Regions from separate parts of the Mus musculus genome. Here regions 2, 3 and 4 are each linked to region 1. A link is a contact called in public promoter capture Hi-C data. All regions are on one chromosome and are shown on one strand. Each heading gives the region's core, a stretch centred on a gene start, on an enhancer-like site or on the middle of the called end of the contact. The rest is flanking DNA. Distances are from core to core; before and after follow the strand shown.

What was found. Promoter capture Hi-C pulls out the DNA fragments that hold promoters and counts their contacts.
Region 2: a promoter capture Hi-C map of pre-B cells shows a contact between it and region 1, with 4 times the contacts expected there. The contact joins the promoter of Mtarc2 here to the promoter of Trp53bp2 in region 1. A contact is called at or near these places in 4 of 39 promoter capture datasets (embryonic stem cells, hippocampal neurons, liver and 1 more) and 1 of 115 datasets of contacts at active chromatin or transcription factors (large pre-B cells).
Region 3: a promoter capture Hi-C map of hippocampal neurons shows a contact between it and region 1, with 5 times the contacts expected there. The contact joins the promoter of Mtarc1 here to the promoter of Trp53bp2 in region 1. A contact is called at or near these places in 5 of 39 promoter capture datasets (the C10 cell line, hippocampal neurons, liver and 1 more).
Region 4: a promoter capture Hi-C map of embryonic stem cells shows a contact between it and region 1, with 14 times the contacts expected there. The contact joins the promoter of Hlx here to the promoter of Trp53bp2 in region 1. A contact is called at or near these places in 3 of 39 promoter capture datasets (embryonic stem cells, liver and pre-B cells) and 1 of 9 other capture datasets (embryonic stem cells).

The regions. Positions count from the first base shown.
Region 1 is chr1:182,407,614-182,410,658 of GRCm38.p6, forward strand. It overlaps Trp53bp2 (transformation related protein 53 binding protein 2), which reads left to right and starts at 1,554. Exons shown (of 18, transcript NM_173378.2): 1 at 1,554-1,837. The coding sequence starts at 1,811.
Region 2 is chr1:184,844,475-184,847,519 of GRCm38.p6, forward strand. Mtarc2 (mitochondrial amidoxime reducing component 2) reads right to left here and starts at 1,434. Exons shown (of 8, transcript NM_133684.4): 1 at 1,072-1,434. The coding sequence starts at 1,343. Gm34451 (a long non-coding RNA gene) reads left to right here and starts at 1,373. Exons shown (of 2, transcript XR_865818.3): 1 at 1,373-1,763.
Region 3 is chr1:184,809,747-184,812,791 of GRCm38.p6, forward strand. Mtarc1 (mitochondrial amidoxime reducing component 1) reads right to left here and starts at 1,554. Exons shown (of 7, transcript NM_001290273.1): 1 at 1,100-1,554. The coding sequence starts at 1,383.
Region 4 is chr1:184,731,079-184,734,123 of GRCm38.p6, forward strand. Hlx (H2.0-like homeobox) reads right to left here and starts at 1,415. Exons shown (of 4, transcript NM_008250.2): 1 at 481-1,415. The coding sequence starts at 1,063.

The DNA.
Region 1 (3,045 bases), core at 304-2,803:
TGTATCAGTTTTAATTTCATGTTTAGATAGAGTAGCTGGGATGATAGAGTAGCTGGGATGATGTTAACTGGGAGTTGGATGATTCTTTTTTTTGGGTAAGGGATATGTTAAAATAAAAAAATAATTATTCTTTTATTTGTTGTTTATTTATTTGGAGACAGAGCATGTAGCCCAGGCTGGCCTCAGACTCTTGATACGTCCTGCCTCAGCCTTCTAGTGCTGGGACGACAAACAATAAGTGCTCATTCTTTCTGTTGTGCTTTGTATTAAAACCAGGAGTTTATTCATGTTAAACACTCTATCACTAAACTATGTCTGACTCCAGGGACCCCCCCCCCCCCGTTTACATTTTGAGACCTATTCTGCTAAAGCTGCCCTGGGAACCCTTAAATTTGGGATTTTCCTGCCTCAGCATTCTGAGTACCTGGGGATATAGATCTGTGCCACACACAGGTCAATTTATATTTAATTTTTATAAAAGTGTCATTTGAGGTAAGGTCTTACTCTTTCAGCTCAGGCTGGCCTGGAACTCACTGCAATTCTCCTGGCTCAGCCTCCCAAGCGCTGAGATTACTAGTGCACGCTACCACATTCAGCTGGCTCCATTCTTGAAGCTGTATACATTCTGGTGCTTCATTTCATTTCGTTTTGGGGACTCTTCTGTCCTCTGATTCCAAATGAGCTTGCACGGGTTACTTGACGTGAAATGAGCTTCGTGGAGTTAGTGTTCCTGAAGCCTATGTCTCTCTGGATAATGGACTCGACTATCTGCCTCCCTATCAAAGCGAACTACTGCCAATTTCCCAGCGTGAGCTTCGACGGCTCCAAAAAATGGTCCTTGTGTTAAAAGTGTTTACAGGTCGTGATGAGCTGAAGAGCGCCCCAGAAAGCTGTTTTTACCCATTTTCAAATCCTTTGAGCGTGCTGTTCAAAACACAGGGAACCCCCCCACTTCTCAACACTGAAGGGCTTTTCCCTTCTTACATTATAGAAGTAACAGGCCATTCAGAGGGGGGTCTTGGACATCGCCTGAGGGATGAGGACAAATCCGAGAGCGCCTTCTGTCAGGAACGTGCTCCGGCCCGGCGGACTCGCAGGTCTCCATCTTGTGGGGCGCTCGGATCCCTCAGGGCGCCCTGAGTCAGGTGTGTGAGGCGGCGCCGCCCAGGCCCCTCGGCGTCCGGCGCCTTGTGGCTGGTTCATGGTTCCTAAGGCAAAGGGCTCAACTCTCTTGAGCAACTCGGAACCGCCAAGGAGGTGAGGGACACAGCCCTGGGCTCCATCCCCGCGTTTTACGATTATTGTTCTCCTGCGGCGCCGCCCTCCCGTGCCTTGGCTCCGCCTGGAGGCGCGTTCAGGAGCAGCTCCGCCGCCTGCATCTTCCTCCCTCGGAGCAAAGGTTCCCGCCCCCTCTGGCACCGCCCCCAGCATCTGCGCATGCGCCTTCGCCGCCCGGTTGGCGCTCCGCTCCCCCTTACCTCAAGCCTTGGGGCGCGCCGCGGGCGGGGCTTCGTGGGGGGCGGGGCCAGCGCGCCTCGGTGGGGGCCCGGCCGGGATTAGTTGGTTTCGGCGAGAAGGAGGAGGAGGAGGTGGGAGTCGCGAGCGCCGAGACAAAGCCGCGTCCCGGAGACGGGCGAGGGGATTGGGCCCCGGACTCGGTGGCGTCCCGGTCCGCTGAGGGGACTCCAGCGCCGCTGCCTCGCAACAGGTCGGCCGCCGGGCGCGCGGCCTCGTTCTCGCTTGGCTTCCCCGGGCCCGCGACCCTCGGGTCACTTCTGCTCGGCCAGGCCGCCGCCAGACCCCCGCTTCCATGCGGTTCGGGTCCAAAATGATGCCGGTAAGCGGGTGGGCGTGCTGGGGCCCGGAAGTGTACAGGGCGGGGGGGCCGGGTCAGCGGAGCCGGTGGAGCTTCGGGCTTCGAGGCTCTGAGGCTCCGTCCCTCTGGGTCCCCGCGACGGTCGCGATGCTGCCCCGCAGGCAGTGCGGCAGCCCGGGCCGCTGCTCCAAACTTTGCTTCTCGGATGAGACCTTTGGGGAAGCTTGTTTTGAAGGTCAAGAGCCGGGGAACCTTGTTCTTAGCCTATTTCTTTGAATTGTTTTGAGGCTTTTTACTGAAGTGAAGCATAGCGCTTGAAAAGGCTTGCCTTTCTTTTTCTTTCTGCCAGTTTTTTTTTTTTTTAACTTGAATTTCGATCTGATGTTGGTGATAGCAGCCATGTCACCCTATCTATCTCTTTGTGGAAACAGGTTTTAGTAAATGCAGCCTTGAAAGTTTTAGTTCAGAGGAAAACTTCAGTGCCCCGCTCCCCCAGCTTTTTTTCTGCAAGACCTCTAAGAAAGATGAGTGAATTCTTTTGGCATCTGACTTGGCCAGCGTCACAGGTGACTTGCAGGTTGAATGGAGGTGTTTCTGAAAAGCCCCCTTAGCAAGCACAAGATCTGACTGGTTATGGTGGCTCCTGCAGCCGTGTATTTATTTCCTCGTGGGTGTTGTATTTGTTCTCCTCTCAAGCAGGATTAATCGCAGTCAACCTAAGTCCTTTTTTAAAAAATAATTTTTATATATTCTTTGAAAGGTCACGTATTTTAGCCATATCCATCCCTAAACCCCTCATCAACTCACGTTCTTATCGCATCACTTGTTTAAGAAAACAAAACGATAAAAACTTAAAACAACTTAATTTTTTTGCTTTTATAAAATCCAAGAAAGAGTGTTAAAATTTGTGTTTCAATGTTCTATTTTGTTTTGGTTTTTTTGTAATTACACGTGCAGAATATACTATACTGTCTCTTTGCCCCTTTGCGTTGTGGAGGGTGTTCCTAAATTTTTCTAGGTTGGACACATATATAATATTTTGGTTATTAGGTTATTAGGTGGCTTGGGATGGTTACAATTGCTAAGAGTCAAGAAATTTGGAATTACTAGCATTTTGTAACTAATGGTTTAGTCTCATTTATTAAGTTAGGGCTGTGATGTGAATATCTTAAAACGCATACCTTGGTTATGATAGACTGTTTTGTTAACTTTTTTATTCCTGTGTTTTT
Region 2 (3,045 bases), core at 184-2,683, 2.4 Mb after region 1:
AACTTCTGATCCTCCTGTGTGGAAATGACTGGCATGTGCCACCATGCCTCCCTTGGATGCTGGAGGATAAAATTCAGGGCTTCACGAACCCTTGGCAAACACTCTCTCCTACCAACGGAGCTATATCCCCAGGCCCTCAGTAAATGATAATTTAAACCCAAACCTCCCAGCATTGCAAACATAGGCCGCCAATGAGGAATGGAAAATCCATGAGCGGAATTCCTGATCTATAAATTTATTCTGTAGCAGAACTAAACTCTTTTTTTTTATTCTAACCTCCTTTATTATTATTTCATACCCGTTTGTGACTAGCTCTCTATCGCCATCTACCACAACCCCTCCCTCGCCCCACCCCCGGCAAACCGTGTAATTCTGCTCCTTACTCGTTCAAGTGGTCACCAGAACTAGAGGGAAGGCCCGATGTTCTTGAAAACGCTCAGCCAATGGCATTTTATATTTCTAGTGTCCTACAGTTAGGAGAGCTGTACGGACAGCTGACAGGGGAGTCTCCCCCCCCCCCCCCACCCCCCAGGGTTCCAGGAATGCTCCAACTCAGTTTTCCAAAACTACTTTAGCCAGAAGCACGGGCTTCGCAGCTAAAGGATCAAAGCTCGACAGCCCAGAGAATTCAGGCAACAAGCCTCAGTTCTGTGAAGCCGAAAGGGGTGGGGGCCGAAATCCAGGCGCTCTGTTTCGCTTTAGAGTAAATTTGCATGTGGTAAAACTAAAATTCTCCTCCCGGAAGGTCTCCCCACAGACATATTTGGGCTTGCAAACTTAGATTTCAACTTGAACACGCTCGTCAATGTGCACCGTGCTGTAACTGCTGTCATCTCTTTCCCATATGTGTGTTTCCCAGAAGCAACAAACCCTTACTTTCTAGGTTTGGGGAGAACACAGCTTGCAGTACGGAACTCCTCTCTCGACTTGCTCCAGGCTCAGGCTCACAAAGTTTGCACTCACCGAGGGGCGCCTGGTTCCAGGTCTCACACTTCCGAGCAAGGATAGGCAAGGCCCCACCTCCCTCGCCCCGGCCCATTCGCGCCCGGTGCAGTGCGGGGCTCGGCGTACCTGTCGCGCACTTTGCCACAGCGCAGCCCCATGTCCGTGCACTCGGTCTCACACACCGACACCCCCTTGCAGGACTTGATCGGGTAGATCCAAACCTTCGACACCGTGCCCACCTGCTGCAGCTGCCGGCGCCGCCGGGGACGCGTGCGACGCCAAGCTACGGTCCCCAGCGCCACCGCAGCCAGCCCCAGCGCGGCGACGCCGAGCCAGGTGGACCGCGGCTGCCCAGGGAGGCCGAGGCGAGCCAGAGCCGTAGAGCTGGAGGAACCCATGTTACACTATCCCGGGCAGGCCTGGGCTACTGGGCCGCGGTGTCGAGGCGGGGCTTAAGGCTCCGGGAGTGTGGGAGGAGCCAGGGTTGGCGCAGCCGCACTGCCTGTCAAACTTATGCTGCTCACGTCCAGATCAGTGTCGGCGGAGCCTGGCCCACGCCCATCGCGGGTGACAGCGTGGGGTGGTCACTTTCATTTTACTTTGTCTCTGTCCGCCTTTAAAGTGATCCCTCCCCCCATGACTCTTCAACCTGCTACACTCATTAACCCTTTTGCTTCTAAAAGGAGCACACTCAATTGTGCAAGAAGCTGCTGCACTGAAATGAAGCAGAATGGAGGAATGTTTCCTGGGGACAACTTTGGGATAGGTCTCCCGAAGATCGCGCAACTCTCTGGAACGCTCGGCTTCCATCTCTGCAGGTAGAGACAAAACTACTGGCGCGGCTTCTGGCAGCGTGACCTGAGGTTACAGGTACACCAGCCAATTAAGACAGCGCAAGGAAGGGAAAGGCTGCCAGAGCTTACCACTTGCTGAGGTCCGAATAGAGGACTCTGGTCGACTTTTCTCAGACAACGATCTAAACGGAATCCAAATGTCAGGCTTTGGCTAAGAGATAGCCCCAAGTTCAAGATCACGGTGGGCTATTGATGGCCAGGACCTGTCTCAGAAGCATCAATGATTAACTCATCAGTTGAAAGCCGCTCAACCCATAAAGGTCCTGGCTGCCAACACTGACATCTCGAATTCAGTCCCTGGGAGCCATGTGATAGAAGGGAGGGAACCATTTCTTGAACAAACAGAGAGAGTGGGAGGGAGAAGGAGAGGGGGACTGGGAAGGGGAGGGGAAGACTGAGACAAGAGACACGAGAGAGGAGAGGGTGGGAGGTGTACATGGAGAGACAGAAAGAGGAGACAGGGGGAGAATAAACGCTAAATAAATAAATGGCGAAATGACTCAGTGGTTAAGAGCACCCAGATGGACTCCCAGTACTTACATAGCAGATCGTATCTGTCTGCAATTCCAGTGCCAAGAGACCCCCACTCTCTCTGCCCCCTGCAGACCCCCACTCTCTCTGCCCCCTGCAGACCCCCACTCTCTCTGCCCCCCGCAGATAGCTGGAACACAGGTGGTACTCAGGCATACATGCGGGCAAAAACATCCACATACTTAAAATAAAAATAAAAATTTTAAAATAGCCAAGGGCTTAGAATGTTGAATTCTGCTGCGTGGACAGTCACCAGAGACGACAGACTTCTGCATGGGAGGAAAGACAGGACAGAGCCCCAACCTCTGTAACTGGCAGAGCAAGTGTGTTTGCTTCTGATAGGTGACACAGACTGAGAGAGCCTACCCATGTAGCACGTGTTCCCCCCCCCCTTCTCTGCCCCTTCACTTTCCCTCTGAAAAGCTCAATGCCTACTAGATCTGAGCTCATCCCCACTACAGACACACACTCTGTCAATAGTTACTTGATGGATAAAACCCAGGCTTCACAGTTTAACTGATGTCTGCCATTATTTTGTAAAAATTTCATTCAAGCAGACTACTGGGATAAGAACAGACTTTCTTACATAGGATGGGAGTTGGTTTATTTTTCAAAGGATGGTTCTTTGCATCAAGACATAATCTGTCCAAGGCCTCTTGAGGAGGCCAATCTGTTGTCCCCTCCAAAGTAGGACTAAGCCACCTGCTGGAGAAGA
Region 3 (3,045 bases), core at 304-2,803, 2.4 Mb after region 1:
CTGCTGTGTCTCAGTGAAAGGACCATTGGTGTATTTTCTAGTGAAGGAGAGTCAGCCTCTAATGATCTTTGGTTCTTGAGATATGAAGAATTGCAAAACACAGGTGATGGGGAGAGGGGGGGGGTTGGGGCGGGCGGAGAGCAGTCTCACATTACAAGGTCCACACTGAACCGAGGAACCCACTCATCTGTAACTGCCCATCAACCTTATGTAAAAGCCACCCGTAAATCAGCTATGAGACAAGAAGGGCTTTGGAGCAAAAATCTCCATTTCTTCTTCCTGAACCAGTCGGTCAGCATGTCCACTGGACCGGCCTGATCTGAGGCGAATGGCTTGTGTTAGCTTTAGAGAGCTGAGACGGGGAGGTCGCAGCCTCTGTTAGCCTGTGTCCTCTGCTGAAGGAGAGGCCTGAGGATCCTGATACGCAGCCTTCCAGTGATGCCCAGAGCTGGTGGGAGACCAGACCTGAAGAGAGCAGAGCTGCTGAACCTTCGCTGAAGTCCCGGCGACAGGGGTCACTCCTCAGCTGGACTCTTAGTCGCTGTTTACAAATCCCAGGTTGCCCCCCCCCCCACCCAGTGCAGAACCTTTATCTGACAAGAGCCTTGGGGAAATAACACTCACAGCTTATTTTCTTAAGCTGTCATGCATGCTCAACTACTGCACTAACAGGGATGAGCCGTGCCTAGGATCCAGGATCTATTGTCTTAGTTTTTCTAAATTTAAGACTATCACTGAGAGTAAAGTAACCAAGGACCAGTCCCTTCAGGGTCCCTGGGTGGAGGGAGATTGAAGTTTCTTCTTGCGGATTGGCCGGCGTGAGAAATGCCTCGTCTAACACCACAAGATTTGAAATAGCCACGAGAGGATGGATAGAGAGATGTCCAACTCCAGGAAGCGTGAAACCCGGGAACTTCAGAGTTCCAGGTCCCCCGAGTTGGCTGGCGGAGGGTGAAGTTCATTTTTTCCGTTTCTCACCACCCCTTTCCCAGCCTCCGGTCTCTAGTCTGAGTAAGAAGGGACCGGCGAGCGGACCCCGCTGACCTCCCCACACCCACACAGCCTAGGTCAGCGTGGTGATGCTCGGTGCTCAGCGTACCTGTCGCGCAGGTGGCCATAGCGCAGCCCCATGGCAGTGCACTCTGCCTCGCTCACCGACAACCCCTTGCAGGACTTGATTGGGTAGATCCAGAGCTGTGCCACCGTTCCCACTTGCTGTAGCCGCCGGCGTCGCCGGGGACGCGCACGACGCCAGGCCACTGTCCCCAGGGCCACCGCGGCCAGTCCCAGCGCGGCGACGCCGAGCCAGGTGGACCGCGGCTGGCCCGGGACCCGAAACGCGGAGAAGCCGAAGAGGGTCAGCGCCCAGGACCCCGCACCCATGACTGGAGAGGGCGGGATGAGCGCTTGATACACCTCCGGCGCCGACTGGACCAAGAGCTACTGTGGCCAGCGGCCTGGGCCTGAGCCCAAAGGTCAGCAGCTCCTGACCCTTCCCCTCCAATCCAAATTGTGCATCTTCATTCGGCCTGGGCGGGAGGTGGTGGCTCAGCTGTGGAATCTCACCGCCTGCCCCTACTTTCCGCTGCCTTCCCCCCCTTCGGTCCCTCCCTCCCTCCCTCCCCTTCCCTCCCTCGCTGACCCTCTCCCAGGATCAATCAGTGCAGAGCAGCTTATTTACATGTTTGCAGAGTTGTTTATTTGACCTAAAACACACAACGTTTGCAGAACGTGGCGTGATTTTGAAATTAGAAACCAGGCTGCGGGCAGCCGCCCCTCTGGGGTCTGTGGGGAGCAGTTTGGCAGCAGCCAGGGTGCTTCCAACCAGCTGGGATATGAAGGGAAAAGATCTGACCAGCCTTGAGGATCTACAGGGCCAATCCTGGGCTGCAGCTATTCGTAGACACCCGCCCCCCGCACCCCCCACCCACACGCCCCTCTTTTCCCTGCGTCCTAATGTGGACTTGCACTGCCAGGTATCTCTTCCGAAGGCTACCGCATCTTGAACAACAAAGACAAGACCATCAAGGTACCTTGGGCGCCTTAGGCACCTGTTTGGTGTGTCAAGCTGCTAAAATGTCATATTTATTCAAGACTGTTCTAACCAGAGCATTTTCTCTACTAAGTTAAGGCAGAGAGACTGGACTTTGTACTGAAACAAGGGCTGGGGATTTTACAGCCAAGGGGCAGTGCGGGGATGAACCTGGCTGCAGGAATAAAGATTTCTCTGAAGAGAAGCTTGTGCCCTTCCCTCTAGCCAACAGACTCTTGAAACAGTGGACCAAGAAACTGGGACTCCCCCGACTTCACCCCATCCCAAGTCTCAAGGTGAGAGAAGGAGATGGCTGGGAGCCATCAATCAATCGGAGGGAGAGCCTGCCTCCCAGAGGGAGATTCCACAGAGTTCTGACAAAGCCTCAGACCGCCTGAAACACGGGAGGGTCTGATGGGTAGGATCACACTTTGACCAGAATAGTTCTGCTGATGGGCAGCATCCTAAAGCAGAGGGGGCAGTCCCCAAAACTCGATGTTCACGTGGAAATGCAAGAATGAGGTATCATGGAGGCCAGCCGAGGCCAGGCAATGTGCTGCCGGCTGAGTTGGACGCCCTGTAGAGGTGCCCTGTAGAGAGGCCACTGTGTGGAGAGTGGGAGAAGCAAGCAGAACGCTAGCACACACTGGCCTCAGCTAGCTGGGCGACTCACTTCCCTGGGTTTGGGCATGAAATGTCACCCTCTAGCTTGCATGTCCCCCCGGCTGGTGGCGCTATCTGGGGAGGCTGAAGTAAATGATGAGGTGTAGCCTAGCTGGGGAGGAAGGAAGTCTCCTGAGGGCTGGCCCCTTCCTGACCATCTGCTTCCTTCCCTTGGCTTGTCAGGTAAAATTGACTCAGGATACAGCTTCATATCCCACATTTACCTCACAGCCTGCTGGAAGCCAAGGGCCCAGGACCCAGCGAAGGAGAAGACGGAAGGAGCAACAGCTGTCCCCCATGGATGATATGTCTTTTGACATCATCAGCTATATGCCTTAGACCAGCCGTTC
Region 4 (3,045 bases), core at 165-2,664, 2.3 Mb after region 1:
CTAAAGTGGTCATTTCGGACGCCTTCCAGAAATTCTACAAACCCCTAATTTACACCCTTCAGCCCCCCCCCCCCCCCGCCTTCCTTCAGGAGCTTAGACTGGCCGGTTTGCTTCCCCGCAATTCTTAAGAAATACTGGAAATCAAATAAATGCAAAGTGTCCCCACGCTGAGATTTCCTTGTCAGAAAGATCTAGGTCGTTCTGCAGATATTTCATTCAAAAGATGGATAATACACACTTTTGCAAAACTTTGCAGCAACCAGAGTATGGTCATCCGTTTCTATGCTGTTTAAGCAACACGAAGATATGTTTTTAAACATGGGATAGCTGACTTTTACATGTCACTAAGTTTTCCTTCATTTCGTTTTCTTCGCCCTCATTCTACCGTTCTGTCCTTAAAAATAAACGCACCCCAAATCCTCCTGACATCAGGCCCCTCATGGGTGGTGGTGAGGCCTGAGGCCTTCCAGCGATACGTACCTCTCAGAGTGTTGCCTTCCTTAACTTTTGGGTCAAATTCCGCAGACAAAATTCGATCGATACCAAATTTGAGGTCTTTGCTGGAGGGGGCAGGGGCGGAGCCGCTATGGTGGGGGACCACCCGCGTCCCCGAAGTCGGTGGCTGCAGGGAGACCGCCCGGGGTGGAGGCGGGGGCTGCTGCTGCGGTTGCTGTTGCTGCGTTGGTGATTGCTGCGGGAGATGCTGGTGGAAGGCGGCAGAGAGCGGAGACAGCCGCTGAGGGAAGCCAGCCGGGACTTCTGAGGGCGCCACCACCGGGGTGGGACGGAGCGGGGATCTGGCGGCAGCTTGGAAGGAGGCGTGCGGGTGCACGGAGCCCAAGTGTGCGGTGAGGGCTGCCGAGGCCCCCACCAGTCCCTCTGCAGCGGGCCCCGGCTCCCCGACGCCGGCGTGCAGGATGTCCGCGATGCAGAAAGAGGGTTTCTTGACAGCGGCTGGGTCCAGGGCGAAGGAGCAGCCGCCCGGGCCCGCCGAGGAGCAGTAGGCGGCTGACCAGAGACTAAAGTTGGAAGCATAGAAGGGAGCCAGGCCGGCTGCGAACATCCTGGCAGGATCCCGGCGGGGTCCTGGGTGAGTGGGGAAGTGGGTGGGCGCTCGGGCAGAGGCGGTGTCCCAGCCGAGCCCGAGCTGCTTTCGGTTCTTCGCCCGCCCTGAAGCGGAGGGCCAACCGGGGAGCCCTAGCGCCACCGAGGGACGAGGCGAGGGCCCGATCGCCGCCCGCCACGGCCTGGGCCCCTGGCTTGGCTTGAAAGGCGGCGCGGCGGGCGCGCTCCCCGCCGGGTGGATGGAGGCGATCGCCAGGCGCTGGGGCGACAAGGCGAGCGCGGCCTCGCTCTGCTACTCCGCAGAAGCCGGGGAGACAGGGACCCGACACCGAAAGAAAAACCCAAACAGCTAAGCCCTAAGAGCTAAATTTAAAACAACAATAATGATCCGTTAGTTTAAAAAAAAAAAAAAAAAAAAAAAAGGAAAAAAATTAAAAAAAAAAAAAAAACTCCTCTCTAAAAACTCCCAAAGTTTTGGCAGGAGCTTTCGAGTCAGACCCCGGGTAGGACCTTGATCCGTGCGCTCATTGGACGTCTTCGTGACCAATGGGACTCCGGAGTGGAGGGGAATTGGGAAAGAGGGGGGCGTGGCCGAGCTCGGCCACGCCCTGGCCACGCCAAAGTGTTTTCTGCGGCAGCGTGGGCTAAGCTGAGTACTGAGCGTCTCTGGGAGCCGCTTGGGGGTCGAGACTCCTCGGGCCTCTGGCTCTCCTCTGTCCCCTGCAGCTCGGGGACCCGCCAGCGGCAGAGCCTCGGAGCCGGTCTCCGGAATTTTCCTGGAGCTGCGGAGGAGGGGGATCACTGAGGCTCCCGTACTCTGCTGTAGTACACCCCCAACCTCCACCCCAGCAGACCACGCTGGCGGTCCGCAGGCTGTCCCTTCCGTATTCCGCTCTCATGCGACTTTCCTTCTCTCTGCTTTTACCCAGGTGCTTTTATCACAAGTCCTAGGTAAAGGCCCCATCCTCTCAGCGCCCCTACAGCCCAGAATCCCGACCCAAGTCTACTGTAATCCGCTGGTTTCTCAGCTCACCAGAGCTGCTCCAAGAAGCCAGGAGGAGGGCAGACCACAAATTAGTTTTATTCGGAGCTGTCATTCCAGTGACAACTTGAAAGAGTGACTTTTCAAACAAAAATAAGATAGATGGCTCCAAACGTCTCCCTTAGAAACAGCCAAACTTTTACCCTGAGCCTCGGAACCAACAAGGAGTGCAGCCCCAGAAGAGCGGCACGCGTGTCCCCTCTCTGCACCTTGTAGGAAGTGCTACCCTCCGCGGCCACCACATCCCCTGGTCACGTGAGGTCCTATGTTTTGCAAGTGCCAGGGAGCGGTTGCCTTTGAGATTAAATACCTACTTTTAATTCGGCTGCAGTTTTTCCAGGATCCGCTTTGGCCTGTTGGAGGGAGGCACTGTCCGAGCCTCCACAGCCAGCGCCTTCCATTCTTGCTAGGGTCTTTAGAACTCAGCCTAGGTGCACTGGGAATTTTCTGTCGCATCAACATCTCTATTTTAAGAATTCGTTCTCTTTTAAATTATAGTCAGAGTGGATTTCCCCGCCCCTCTCCCAAACAGACCACAGGCCACCTAGATGAACGGTTGTTGCACATTTCAGGAAGAAAATAAAATAATGACAATAACGAAACCACCAAATCTTTTGTTTTCGATTGTCCAAGTAAGTGTCTCCGGAATGATATTCCAAGGCAGGCTTATTTCCCCTCAGCAATAAGATACCAAAAACTGGAAGCCGTGAGGGAACTGCCAGGCTACTATCAGCTCAGGATTGGCGTGAGCTCTTGGATTAATGTCTAACAGCTTCGTGTCCTTGGTCGCCGGTATTGTCATCATTAGCGGACGCCTTTTTCCTCGAAAGCAATCGATGGCTAATCAATCACAGGCTATGATGTCCCAGTATCAGGGACAGGGGTACTAACTATATCAAGGAATGGAGGGGTATAGACAGTTGAGGGCAATGGTGCCT